Linked DNA regions of Ovis aries: region 1 is linked to region 2. The links are chromatin contacts, called in public Hi-C maps. All regions are on one chromosome and are shown on one strand. The core of a region is the stretch at or near the end of the contact, and the rest is flanking DNA. Distances in the headings are between cores, read along the strand shown.

Region 1 (7,604 bases), core at 1,541-4,040, 120 kb after region 2:
ACCTGAAACTACCCTACCAGGTATTTCTCCAGCAAAGATGGGTTTATTTGGGATCCATAGAGAATTACAATGTGTGGTCTACAACCATGGTGAGCCACTTGCAAGTCCCCAAGGGAAGGAGGATACTTTTATAAAAAAGGAAAGAAAAGTTGGAGGGCTATAGTAAACAAACACCTTTTCATTCGCTGAGCTGTTGTCAGGACAGAAAAGGGACCTTTCTATTTGTCGTTGGGCTGTGCTAGGTCATGGCTTGGGAGAGCGCCCCCTGTGGTCTCCCAGCTCTATTCAATTCAGGTTTCTGTTTCTCTTTTTACATTCTTAACAGGCTTTTGTTTCTTAATTTTTTTACATCCTTAACACTCACTTAAAAGCTGGGAACAACAATGCCACCTGAGTTCAGTTCAGTCGCTCAGTCATGTTCCACTCTTTGCAACCCTATGGACTGCAGCACTCCAGGTTTCCTTGTCCATCACCAACTCCTGGAGCTTGCTCAAACTCATGTCCATCGAGTCGGTGATGCCATTTAACCATCTCATCCTCTGTCATCCCCTTCTCCTCATTCCTTCCATCTTTCCAGCATCAGGGTCTTCTCCAGTGAGCTGGCTCTTTGCATCAGGTAGCTTTGACTAGGCGGACCTTTGTCAGTAAAGTAATGTCTTTGCTTTTTAATATGCTGTCTAAGTTTGTCATAGCTTTATTCCCAAGGAGCAAGCTTCTTTTCATTTCATGGCTGAAGTCGCCTACCACAAAATAATAACAACTCCTTTCTTATGGCAGTTGTGAAAATTAAATGAGGTGAAGCATGTCTGATGCTTAACAGAGTATACTGTGTTATAAGGGCACAATAACTTAACAAGTGCATGCTCAGTCACTCAGTCACGTCCAACTCTTTGCAACGCTATGGACTGTGTGTAGCCTGTTAGATTACTGTGTCCATGGGGCTATCCCAGCAAGAATACTGGAGTAGGTAAAAATACGTTTTTGTTTAGTTGCTAAGTTGTGTCCAACTCTTCGAGATCCCATGAACTGTAGCCTGCCAGGCTCCTCTTTCCATGGGATTTCCCAGATAAGTATACTGGAATGGGTTGCCATTTCCTTCTCCAGGGGATCTTGACAACCCAGGGATTGAACCCAAGTACTTTGCTGACAACCATACAATCAAACTATGGTTTTGACAGTCTTCATGAACAGATATAAGAGTTGGACCATAAAGAAGACTGAGCACTGAAAACTGATGCTTTCAAACTGTGGTGCTGGAGAAGAGTCTTGAGAGTCCCTTGGACTGCAAGGAGATCAAACCAGTCAGCCCTAAAGGAAATAAACCCTGAATATTCATTGGAAAGACTGATGCTGAAGCTCCACTACTGTGGCCACTTGATGCAAAGTGTGAACTCACTGGAAAAGACCCTGATGCTGGAAAGACTGAAGACAAATGGAGAAGGCAGTGGCAGAGGATAAGATGGGTAGACAGCATCACCAACTCAATAGATAAGAATTTCAGCAAACTCTAGGAGACAGAGAGGGACCGAGGAGCCAGGGATGCTGCAGTCCATGGGGTTGCAAAGAGTCAGACACAACTTAGCGAATGAACAACAAGCTTAATAAGGGCGCAATTACTATTACAAGCTATTATTATTATTTCCTGATGCTGAAAATTTTCTGTTTACTGGACTGGACTAATCCTGACAAGAAGAAAAGAAGGAGCTATAATTACTCCCAATATTTAATTCGGAGACAATAATATTAACATTGAGTCTAAGGGCACAGGCTTTGTAATAATGTGGGCTCCTTAATACGGGACACATGATCTTAGACAAGTTATTTAACCTCTAGGGTCCTTGGGACTATGTTATAGACTTGCAATTAGAGCCAAATTAGCCAAATCGTATATACAACGTGACTTGCCTGGTGGTTCAGACGGTAAAGCCTCTGCCAACAATACGGGAGACCAAGGTTCGATCCCTGGGTCGGGAATATCCCGTAGAGAAGGAAATGGCAACCCACTCCAGTATTCTTGCCTGGAAAATCCCATGGACGGAGGAGCCCAATAGGCTACAGTCCACGGGTTGGCAAAGAGTCGGGTACGACTGAGCGATTTCACTTTTACTTTCTTTATATACAAAGTAAGTGCTGAGTATTTGTTGAATTACTAAAATTTTAGACTTAATTAAAATATTCAGTGAACAGCTTGCATAAGATAACTACAATACACATGTATGAAGAGTCCTTTACTGGCCATTTCTATCTTTTGGGTCTCAGCTCAAATGTTTCTTCCTCAGAGTAAACCGTCCCTGACCACATCATTTAAAGCGCTTCTCCCACCTCCAGTCACTTCTCATCATCTTGTCTTTACAGCTCTGGTAAAGCTCTGAAACTTATTTTCTTTACTCCCACCTCCTCCTCAACACTGTCTTTCGTAAATCTAGGCAGGCGGAGGAAGACCGGTAAAAGTAAACGACAGCAGAGACGCCAGCGTCTCGGTCCTGTTAATTCCTTCAAGGCGGAGGACCGCCCCCGCCATCAAAGAGGCCCGCAGAGGGGACCACCCCCTTGCGGGCGTGGCCTCCAATGTTGTGTCGGCCGCGTGCGGGCCGTGGTCCCAGGGAGGCGAGCAACGTCACACGCACGCAAGCCCTGCCCCTTCCCTTTCTTGCCACAGGCGGAGAAAGGGCGTGGCCAGCCGCGAGGACCCCACAGCTGGCGGCGCTGCCGCCTGAGTCGCCTCCAGGTGGCTGTTCTAGGTTCCTGGCCGCTCAGGCAGCTCGGAAGGCACTCTGTTTTGGGGTCCTCACTGCTCTTCCACGTCTCCCGGAAGAGTAGCTGGGCCGTGGCAGGTCCGGGACCCGGTCTCCTCAACCTGAGCCCTCTCCCGGCCCGCTGCTGAGGAAGGGCGGCCCGGGAGGGTGATCTGGCTGCGGTGCAGCCGCTGCAGAGCCCTCAGGTGAGGCGGCCGCGGGGGCCCTACGGTCCGATGGGTCCCTTTGGGGCGTTAACGGCCTTAGAGGCGGGGGCGGCAGCCCCTTGGCAGAGATCCTGGTCTCGCCGCCCTGCTAGGGGCTCAAGAAGAGGGTAGGGAGCCCCCCTGGATCTCCACGGACGTGGCTTGGTACCCTCCCCTTTCCTGCCTCCGCGACCTCAGCCTAGTTTGCCCCGTCTTCCCCCTCCGAAGGCTCAACGAAGTGGGTGGGAAGCAAAGTTGGGGGTCTGGACTCGCCTACCTAAGATCCCGACAACAGACTCAAGGGGACCGACCAGCTGACCCCAGCCTCCGTTCCTCCGTGTTGACACCTGGCCGGCGAGCAGGCCCTGCCCCCGCCGTCGGCCGACCCGTCCCCGTCCCACGCCTTCTCGCCCTGTTTCTTCACCTCGGTGTGTGCCGTTTATTTACTGGGCAGAATGACCTCAGAATTCTATCTCGGAAGTCGGCTAGAGTTTTTCTTTTGTCCTTGGAGGAAAGGCCCAGGGTCCGTCTTAACCTTTAATTGGGTACTCAGTCCTAAGGCACAGGCTTTTGTTTGAAAGTCCTTTAAAACTGTAAGATGGGAGGCAAGATGGAAGAAATTATTAAGTATGTTTTGATCGCCTTATCAGGAGAGATAATTTGCCCCCTAATTACCACCAGTGTTTACTTGGGAATAATAAATACTTTGTAGGGAGTTTTATATGTTTGGGAGCATGTCACTTCCATTTTCATTTGATTTACATAAACTCTGTGAAATACATGGTCATGTAATCATCCCGTTTTGTAAGGAACAGGTTTAGGGGTGAGTTTCTTCTTGAGGTTATTCAGATACTGGTAGGCTAGATTGAGAAGGCAGGGGTTAAAAGTGGGTTTGGCTGACTTAGATTTGCCTGTTTGAGCTGCTGTCTAAACTCTGGGATCTTTCTTACTTAACACAGAATGTGGTTGTGAAAATTATGTGTGCTAAAGATAATGTTTGCAGGGCATCTAACAAAAATTAATTCCATTCAGCAGTATTTATGGTGCCTACAGTATGCTGAGAATTCACTGGTGAGCAAAAGACATGACCTTTATCTACCCACTCTTCCTCTCCTTCCCCAAGAGAGGGGGAAAATACATATAAAACATGAAGGACCTTTATCTACCCACTCTCTTCCTCCTTCCCCAAGAGGGGGGGGAAAGACATATAAAACATGAAGGGCTGTCAGGGAAGAGAATGGTTTGTGTACAGACAATGATAGAACCTAATTTAGATGGAAAGAAAGAGCTGCTGCTGTCAGGGAAGAGAATGGTTTGTGTACAGACAATGATAGAACCTAATTTAGATGGAAAGAAAGAGCTGCTTTTGAAACAGAAGACAGTTGGGTGAAGACCAAGAACGAAAGAGTTAATTGTGAAAGAATGCCAGCACCACAGGCCGAAGAAACAGTGTGCACATTCAAGAGATGGTTGTTGACTTTTTTATATACTACTGTCCTGTGTCATGGAAGCTAGTTATTTCGTTATTTTGATTCATTGCGGCACTGGATAAGTACCCAAGTATATGTATCAAAATGGATGGCTATGCTATCATCTTGTTTTATTTGGAACTTAGCCTAATGTGCTTATGGTAGGTACAGAGAATCCAGACTTTTGGAGGTGTGTTTTAAATGTGTATATGCACACCTAAATTATCCATGATAGTGTTGCAGTTTAACACTGAAGTAGCTTTTGTGTTAATCAGAAGTTTCTTCAAGTTTTAGCGCTTTACAACAAACTTCAGAAAATTATTTTAATTTGGTTATCCTGGGATTTTGCCATATTATTTGACATTCAGTGGCTTTTTTACATCAAGATTTACACATCGTTGAAATAGGAATGGTGGTAGTAGTGGTAGTTGTAGTAGCAACAACTACTAAAATGAGCGCCTACTATGTGCTCAGCATTTTCAAAATGTTTTTTAGTGTATTTCATCTGAAAACCATCCAATAGTATAAGTACACTTATTTTCCTCATTTTCTAGGTGAAATGTTTCGGTTAAATAGTTTGCTCGAAGTTACGAGGTAAGAAACCGGTTAGGCTTTCCAACCCGGGACTGTCTTGACTCCAGAGGCTGGTCTTAGCCTCTGTGTTCTGCCACACTGATCCTTTTACATCCTTTTTACAGGTTCACCAACAGGATTATTCTGCTCCCATCATGTCCTGGTTTGCTGATCTAGCTGGAAAGGCAGAAGATCTTTTAAACAGAGTTGATCAAGGGGCTGCAACAGCTCTCAGTAGAAAAGAGAACACCAGCAACATCATTTATAGCAAAAATACTGACTATTCTGAACTTCACCAGCAAAATACGGACTTGACTTACCAGACGGGATCTAAAACTACTTACATTTCCTCAGCAGCTGATAACATTCGAAATCAAAAAGCCACCATCTTAGCTGGGACTGCAAATGTAAAAGTAGGATCTAGGACTTTGGGGGAGACCTCCCATCCTGTTGAAAGTGCATCTGCTCCTAGGCCTTCATCCCAGTTTGTTCGAAGAAAAAAGTCAGAACCTGATGATGAGCTGCTGTTTGATTTTCTTAATAGTTCCCAGAAGGAGCCTACTGGGAAAGTGGAAATCAAAAAAGAAAGGGCCAAAACCCCTGTCTTGCAGAGTTCTCAGACATCCAGCGTCAGTTCTGTGAACACCAGTGTAACCACCGTCAAAGCCGTTGAAGAAAATCCTTCTGGGAGCCAAAGCCACGGTAGTTAATTAGGCCTCTGTTTGTTTTAGAATTAACCAAACTGGATGTGTTATAGCCTAAAATGTTCTGGCGGCATTTGTCATCATCTGGGAGGATGACGGGAGGCACTTGTTACCTCCCTGTTGGTAGAAGGGCAGGCTCTCTGAAATGTGTGGCATGAACAAGGGAGACAGCATGGAACACTGTTAGTCAATATACAGTTATAGTAGGGACTTTCGAATGTTGTCTGTGGGTAACTTTACCGAGAACATTTTGAAATCTGGAAGAAAATGTATAATTTTGGATTTGGAAATGTCTCCAGTTCATTTCTCTTTGTCATTTGTATTATAAAAATGACAGGAGGCTGTACTTCACTTACATTTTGGATTGTGAGTTTCTTGGTGTGTTTTTCCCCCTGCCTTCCCTGAAAGTAAAGCATAAGAAACTGAACTTTGATCCAAGTTGGAGAGTTGAAGGCATTGACCTAGTAGTGAACTAAAAACTTGGAATTCTGGTTTTCAGTTGTTTCGTTTGCTACGAAATTACCTCAAAATGTACACCTTCTCACCTGCAAAAATGATATTTACATGATGATTTGGCTAATTTGTATACCTAGGAGACATTTTAAAACAACAATGAACATGATAAGTTCTTGCAGGGATTCTTTATAGAGCTGATAATTCATGGTAGCTTCTTGTGTTCTTAAATGTTAAAGCCTCTTACACAGTCTTGGGCTTCCCTTTTAGCTCAGTTGGTAAAGAATCTGTCTGCAATGCAGGAAATCTGGGTTTGATTCCTGGGTCGGGAAGATCCCCTGGAGGAGGAAATGGCAACCCACTCCAGTATTCTTGCCTGGAGAATCCTATGGACAGAGGAGTCTGGCAGTCTGCAGTGGTGGGGTCTCAAGAGTTGGATACAACTTAGCAGCTAAACCACTACCACATAGTCTTGGCTCTTAGTGAACAAAGTGTTTCTTGTATTTCAAGACAAAAAAGTGGTAAAGAGATGGGTTTTGGGCTTTCAAGACAGACACATGCATTGGCAGTTGATTTAAGTACAGTTCCAGTTCAGTCGCTCAGTCATGTCCAACTCTTTGCGACCCCATGAAATTGCAGCACGCCAGGCCTCCCTGTCCATCACCAGCTCCTGGAGTTTACTCAAACTCATGTCCATTGAGTTGGTGATGCCATCCAGCCATCTCATCCTCTGTCATCCCCTTCTCCTGCCCCTGGTCCCTCCCAGCATCAGGGTCTTTTCCAATGAGTCAACTCTTCGCATGAGGTGGCCAAAGTATTGGAGCTTCAGCTTCAGCATCAGTCCTTCCAATGAACACCCAGGACTGATCTCCTTTAAGATGGACTGGCTGGATCTCCTTACAGTCCAAGGGACTCTCAAGAGTCTTCTCCAACACCACAGTTCAAAAGCAGCAATTCTTCAGCACTCAGCTTTCTTCACAGTCCAGCTCTCACATCCATACATGACCACTGGAAAAACCATAGCCTTGACTAGACAGACCTTTGTTGGCAGATTTAAGTACAAGCAGTCCTAAATTTCTTCTCAACTATTTTTTGATTAATTTTACAAATGCTTATTGAGACCTTAATGAGCCAGTATACAGAATTGAATGGGTTATAGTTTATTAGATGAGATATACTTGTACACAGATAATCTACATGTAGTGTAGTAAATGCAGCAGTTGAGGTACAGTCAGAATATTGTGGAAGCATTGTCTTTTTTATTGCTTCGTAGATACTCTTTATATATGAAGGTATATGACCTTTCTTCTCCAGTTTTATCGTATGTTTTTCCTCTTTCTATGTCTCAGTGAATAGAAGTTCTTGATATAGGCTATTCTTGGGGCTTTTGTACTTCCATATGCATCTTAGAACTGGCCAAGTTCCACAAAAATTCTATGGTCTTTTTATTGAGAGTCCATTGCT
Region 2 (6,878 bases), core at 3,110-5,609:
GTAGCAATATGTAGGCAGCTTCATCCAGTGTAGCAGTTAGGAATGCTTTGGGCTACAAATAACTCATTACATAACTAATAATGGTTTAAATCAGAGTAAGGGACTGGTTTGTCTCTTGCATCAAGAAGTCCTGAGGTTGGTTTTGTTTCTATTTTGTAACTGCCTTATTGAAAAGCAAGACCCCTTCCATTCCCGGCCTCCTCATATTGTAGGTGTTTCCTGCCAAATTGGAGGGATTATTTGTATTCTAATTTTGTAATCTGTGACTTTGTATTGTTGAAGGTTTCTCAATTCTGTGGGGTCTCCTTAGAATGTATGTGACTTTTCATGTTGCGTTATCACACAGATGAGACAGCCCAAATTTCACTAACACAGCTCTTAATAAATGATCTGAATGAGAAAAAGAAGTCCTGAGGTAAGCAGCTGATAATGATGGCACTTTTTATCCCTGCCATCAAGAAATTGTAGACCCAACTCTATCCATTGTTCTTTAGGATGTGAGCCTTTGTCTTTGTGCCTATCACCTCTGATCACAAAACAGCTGCTGTGCCTCCGGGCTCACCTCTGTGTTCCAGACAGGAGGAAGGGAGACAAACCAAAACCTGACAAGATGTACCAACTCAGTTTGTCCCTTACTAAAGGCTTTCCTGGAAGCCCCACCCAGGGACTTCCGCTTATATCTGTGTAGCAGACAGAATGGGGTCTCCTGTCCTGTACCTCAAACTGAAAGAGATTCTGGGAAGTGAGCATTTTCAGTTGTGTTACTTACCCGAAACAAGTAGAGTTCAATTAATTAGGAAGAAAAAGAAGATGGGATTTGGGTGGCTCACTGGCAGATGACTCTCATGTCAAAAACCACTGCTTTGCTCTGTGATGACCTAGAGGGGTAGGATTAGGTAGGGGCTGGAAGAGAGGCTCAAGAGGGAAGGGATGTATGTATACATATAGTTGAAACATCTTGTTGTACAGCAGAAATTTAACACAACATTGTACAGCAAGTATACTCCAACTTAAAAATTAATTTTAAAAAAATTTTTAACTAAAAATAAATAAATCATTGCCCTGGTACCCAAAGCGCTAAGGAGAGGCCTGGGGAGTGGGAGGGAAGCCCAGGAAGCTCAGCAAGACCTTGGCCAAGTCACCCCACCCCCTCTAGACTGAGGGGCACTACAAGGCCTGTGCTCCTCACACATTTTAACCAAAGCCTCCAACAAGCCAAAGAAAGTAAATTTATAAGTATATGTGCAAATGATTATCTTTAATCATAAAACTTCATGTAAATTTTTCAGTCTGAAGGTGGCACTACTGGTAAAGAAACTGCCTGCCAATGCAGGAGACATAAGAGACGCAGGTTCAATCCTTGGGTCTGGCAGATCCCCTGGAGGAGGGAATAGCTACCTACTCCATTATTCTTGCCTGGAGAATTCTATGGACAGAGGAGCCTGGCAGCCTACGGTCCATAGGGTCACAGAGTCGGACACAACTGAAGCAGCTTAGCACACATGCACAACATATTTCAAAAATTAAATTACCTTAGGAAACATTAGGCATTAGGAATATGTATGAATTAAGATAAAAAGAAATGGAGAAATGAAGGATGCAAATTTTTAACTTTCTTTAAATTATTAAAAGTTGTGTGTAATCATATAAACATAATTAACATTTTCTCCACATATTTTTAAGTTTTTTTTTTAATAAAATGTATATGACACCTACAGAGAGAGGTCTCCTGCCCACCCATGAGTCCAAGGCACTGCTTTCTCCACCCTAAAGACATGCGTAGCTGTTAGTTTCTTGAGTATCTTTACATTTTAAAACTAAAAACTCACTTTAAAGCATCAGTTTAAAAATAAGCAAGAGTTGCGTCCTAAAGGGGAGCCAATGACAAGCTTTGAGCCGAGCCGTGCAGCTCAGGGCTGGACTCGAGGAATCTTTTGATTCTGCGGTGGGCGTGGCTCTGAAGCTCAGCAAGTGACCAACCACCTGGCCGCACATGCCTCGGGCCGGCGGCGGTGGGTGGGGCTTACAGAGGTGGGCGGGGCGGACCAAGCCGGGACCAGCTCCCTCGGGTTGCGAGTGGGTGGAGACGTGGTCCAGGCTCCGCCTCCACACCCTTGCCTCCTGCAGGTTCCTACTATCTGACCACCACCTACGGGGCCCTGGAGCACATCAAGAACTATGACAAGATCACGGTGACCCGGCAGCTGAGCGTGGAGGTGCAGGACTCGATCCACCGCTGGGAGCGCCGGCGCACGCTCAACAAGGCTCGGGCCTCCCGCTCCTCCGTGCAGGTGCGACCTGGGACCGAGAGGGTGGGAGGGGACCAGGGGACCTTGCTCCCAGACCACCCCTGCTGCCTGCCAGTTCAGGAGCAATGGCACTGAGCCCCCAGCCTGCCAGTGTGTGCCGGCTTAGGGGCTGGGGTTGAGAAGTTGAGGGCTGGAGAAAAGTATCAGCGAGCATCCGCGTTTCAGTTGGGCCCACAAGATAGGAAGAAGGAGACCTTCACCCAGCATTCCTCAGCGACTGTGATGTCTGAGCGGGCTGTTAGGGCTGGAGATGGGAACAGTGGTTTGTCCCAGTTAAAAAGCCCAGGAGCTGATCTTCAGCCTTGCCACTTGGTGCCCAGACAAATGCAGCAGCTGCCAAGGGTCCCCTGCCCCTAACCTGCTCACAGCCTGCCCATCTCCAACCCACTCACCCATCCTTCCCCACTTCTGTCTGTACAGACTCAGTGTTGAAAAGTCACTGGTGGCCAGACTCCTGCCCCCACCCATCCCATTATCCCACACCTCCGAGGCTGCATCAGATCAGTTCATTTCAGTTCAGTCAATCAGTCGTGCCCGACTCTTTTCGACCCCATGGACTGCAGCACGTCACGCTTCCCTGTCCATCACCAACTCCTGGAGCCTACTCAAGCTCATGCATCAGAACAGCTATGAACACCCTGAGCTCAACTCCCTAGGGCTTAGCCTCAGCCCATGCTGGTCCATCTCCCCTTCCTCACCAGCTGCCATGCCCAGCCTCAGTGTCTCCAATAGCCCCTCCTCTGAAAAGCCTTCCCTGACACCCCCCGCCTGCCCCACCCCCCATTCCCTATGGCATGGGTTAGAAGTGCTTCCTGCTGCTGCTGCTTCTATTGTAGCGCATATACCCCGTACTGTAACCAACAATGTATAAAGCTGTAACCCTGAGAGAGCAGGCCCTATTGCTCACATGTCTCAAGGCCTGGGCCAGAGTGGGACTGGGGAGTGTGCACAATGGCAGGAGTTAGGACAGTGAATCAAGCTGCAGTCCAGAGCTGTGACTAGGTCTCCAGACTCACGTCCCTGGCACCCAGAGCACACTGGACCTGAATCCCATGCCTGGCTGCTTTCCACATGGCCTTTCTGTAACTGGGAGAGCCCAGGCCTGGGAGGCAAGAGGCTCACAGTATGGACCCAGCTCTGTACTAGCTTGCTGTGTGACCCTAAGCCGTGTCTAACTCTCTCTGGGATGCTGTTTTCCTGTCAGCACAGGGGGACTCTGGCCCATTTGAGTTCTGCCTCCCCAGTACATGTTCTAACATCAGTCAAGCTGATGTCCCTCCTCCTCTAATCAGTGGTGTCCTGATAATGTTTAGTAACTGGTTCTCTGGGGAGAAAGAAAAAAAAAAGGCTCTGATCTTTGCCTCTGTCAATTTCCATGGTATTAGTATAAATACTGCCACCGTGGCTGATTCCAAGCTACTAACTTGGCATCATGGAACTTGGAGTTGGAAAGAGATGTACACAGTTGGCTTTCTCAAGCTGGTATGAGCCAGCGGAAGTTGGCGAGTGCAGCTGCAGCACCCCAGCATTCCCTCCTGCCTTCTGGGACAGCTGCCCCTCCACCAACTCTTGGAATGTGAGCGCTCTTGGTCCAAGGGTGACCCTCGCATTCTTTCCTTCTTGCTTCTACCTCATGGATTCCCAATGCTGAGCATCATCAGTGCGTCCCACTAAGGAGGCAGAGCTCAGGCAGAGGCTTGGGATGAGACTTATCAGCACTGTTTCTGGGGTCTGAGGAGGGCACCGCTGTCTGCCCCCTTCCCAGTGTCTCCTCTGCACCACACACAGTAAATCCCTACCCTCCGGAGGGAAAGCCCAGAGCCTGAAAGTCATCGGATGTCAAGGGCTCTGGGGAGGCCTGCTGGTGGCTGAGGAGAGCACAGGCAGTCACCGAGACCTAGGGAAGTGGGCTGGGCTTTCCCCTCCCAGGAAGAAAAAAAAGAAGTGATCCCAGGGACTCTTGGCACAGAGCCTGGCACTACTCTGTAGTCACTAATTATCTCCATTCTGAACTAGGCGGCCTCAGGAGACCGCTGTGCTGTCACCGTCCTTCCACAAGGGGGCAGCCCCGCGCACACACTTCCTGCCCGCCCTCTGGGCCCTTAGCGGAAAGGGGACTCTAACAGGCTCTGAGCCAGTTTTCTGTGATCCACCTCCAGGCACAGAGAAAGGACTGGTTTTATCCCCACTTTGCAGTAGTGGAAATGGAGACTCAGAGAGGTCGTCACACAGTGAGTGGGAGCAGATTCAAAGCCAGGCAGGGACTCCTTCCACGGTCTCCGGTGGACTCAGGTGTGAATGTGCTGTTTTCTGCAAACACTCTCCATCTTTTCCCCCCAAGTCTTCTCCCCCGCCCTTCCCTGCCAGCCTGTTCCTCCTGGGAACACCACCCCTTCCATCCCCAGGCCCCTCCAGCCCTAGGGCCTGAAGAACTGTTCAGCCTGCCTTAGCTGCACCAGCTAAGCCATGGAATGCTGGGGGTGGGTCTGAATCTTTGATTTTATTTATGCTGCCCCGTGTGCCCAGCAGAGTGCCTGGAATGCAGGGGAAGAAGAGAAAGTGAAAAATAAGATTTTTTCAGTGACGGCAAGCCCGTGGACTGGCCACCAGGGGGCGCGCTCACTCCTTGTGTCCAGGCCAAGACTGACCCAGTGAGAGCTGAGGCTCAGAGAGGGAGGGTCTTTGCCTGAGGTCACACAGCAGGGTCAGCCGCAGGTGCCCCGACGGCCAGCCTCACGACCCCTCCTGCCATCCATCCGCTGTCTATGGAGAGGAATCGGGGGGCCCAAAGAGGACAAGGCCACGCAGCTTCTCCTGTCCAAGCTCCCAGCATCAGGGCAGGGGTGAGACAGGACGTGGGCTTGGCCCAGCCGGTAACCGTGACCCCCTCCGTCTCTCCCCGCAGGACTTTATCTGCGTGTCGTATCTGGAGCCGGAGCAGCAGTCGCGGACGCTGGCATCGCGGGCGGACACGCTGGCTGAGGCGCTGTGCGCCCAGTGTGCGGAGAAGTTCGAGGTGGTGCAGCCGCAGGACTACCGGCTCTTCGTGCTGGTGGACGGCCGCAGCTTCCAGCTGGCCGACGAGGCGCTGCCGCACCGCATCAAGGGCTACCTGCTGCGGAGCGAGCCCAAGCGCGACTTCCACTTCGTGTACCGGCCCCTGGACGGCGGCGGGGGCAGCGGAGGCCCGCCCTGCCTGGTGGTGCGCGAGCCCAACTTCCTGTGAGCCCGGGGCCGCGGCCCCTCCGACGGCAGTGTCCACCCAGGCGGGGACGCTGGCAGACCGGCCCGCACCCTCGACCCCCACACTCACACTCAGACGCACCCACTCACACATGCACACGCACAGACACTTGCGCGCGCGCGCGCGTGCACACACACACACTCCCAACAGGGATGCCCACACGTTGCCCCGTGCTTGCAGCCTACTGAGCGTGCCTCGGCCACCGTGGCAGGACCATTGTATAAACAACGTGATCCGTGGCCCCAGCGTGCTCCCAGTAGGAGGGCGGGAGCCGGGAGAGGCCACATGCTTCATTAGGCAGAAAGGGAAACGGAAACTCAGAAAGGACCCTCCAGCCCCCTGCAGCACACAGAGCCCCAGCTCGCTCGGCCCCTGTTCACACACAGCCCCTCAGGCCAGTCCGTCTGTCCCGCGCCTCGGGCCCCCGCACCCCATGCCCACCCGATCCGATCCCCAGCCTTTCACCGGGAGGGCTCAGGTTTTCCCAAGACCGTCCTCAGGAGGAGTGGCCTGGCCACAGCTGCCCCGCCCCCCCGGAGCTGGAATGTGTTGGACTCGCCCAGCATCTCAGGAGCATCTCAGGGTGCTGAGGGGACAGGCCCCTCACCCCTGCCTCAGAGCCAACCCTCAGCCATCGGCCGGCTCCGTGCTGCCGGTAGCTCCCCAGCCCCTCCGGAAGCAGCCAGGTGTACAACGGGACCTCCGAGCGAGGCCAGCTTCACAGCTACGTGAACGAGCCCAGCCTTGGCCACGGGGGACATTGTCCAGGGCCCTCTCCTTCGTGGGCACCCCAGGACTGTGGCATTCAAGGCAAGAGACACTGTGTGGGGAGTGTTTTAATAAAAGTCCTTTTGAAAATGGCATCTTCGTTTCTCAAAGGGCTAGATCTCTGCTCAGGCAGCTAGGCCCCCCCCCACCACCACCAACAGCCTAATCCCCCTCCAAGGTGGGGTTCAGAAAAGCATCTCCTTTCCACTGAGCGCCCTGGTTTCTTTTGTTTTGTTGTTTTTGGCAGAATCTATAGGTTCCTCAAGTGGCACTAGTGGCAAAAAAAACCTGCCGGCCAGTGCAGGAGACAAACGAGTTCAATCTCTGGGTTGGGAAGATCCCCTGGATGAGGGCATGGCAACCCACTCCAGTGCTCTTGCCTGGAGAAAGAATCGCCATGGACAGAGGAGCCTGGCCGGCTACAGTCCATAAGGTCACAAAGCGTCGGACACAGCTGAAGCGACTTGGCACACACACAACATACTCTCAGGGCCCTGGGCCCCGTCTGCCCCTCAGCCTGGGCATTTCCTCTTCCTAGCACCCACACTTCACATCAT

Evidence for each region. Hi-C and Micro-C count contacts between places; a contact is called where the count stands out from the background.
Region 1: a contact with region 2 is called in a Hi-C map of liver, with 2.1 times the contacts expected there. The contact joins the promoter of GOLGA5 here to the enhancer-like site in region 2. A contact is called at or near these places in 4 of 16 Hi-C or Micro-C datasets (blood, hypothalamus, liver and 1 more).

The regions. Positions count from the first base shown.
Region 1 is chr18:55,302,725-55,310,328 of ARS-UI_Ramb_v3.0, forward strand. GOLGA5 (golgin A5) reads left to right here and starts at 2,791. Exons shown (of 12, transcript XM_060401894.1): 1 at 2,791-2,941; 2 at 5,109-5,685. The coding sequence starts at 5,139.
Region 2 is chr18:55,182,147-55,189,024 of ARS-UI_Ramb_v3.0, forward strand. It overlaps RIN3 (Ras and Rab interactor 3), which reads left to right. Exons shown (of 10, transcript XM_027957334.3): 9 at 2,128-2,291; 10 at 5,215-6,411. The coding sequence ends at 5,535. Among named protein-coding and RNA genes, the nearest start is that of TRNAY-GUA, 8.5 kb to the right of the region's middle. Within about 2 kb of position 4,360, at least 10 of the 54 cell types and tissues checked have an H3K27ac peak or open chromatin away from gene starts, as enhancers often do. A contact at or near this core is called in liver, where this site is marked.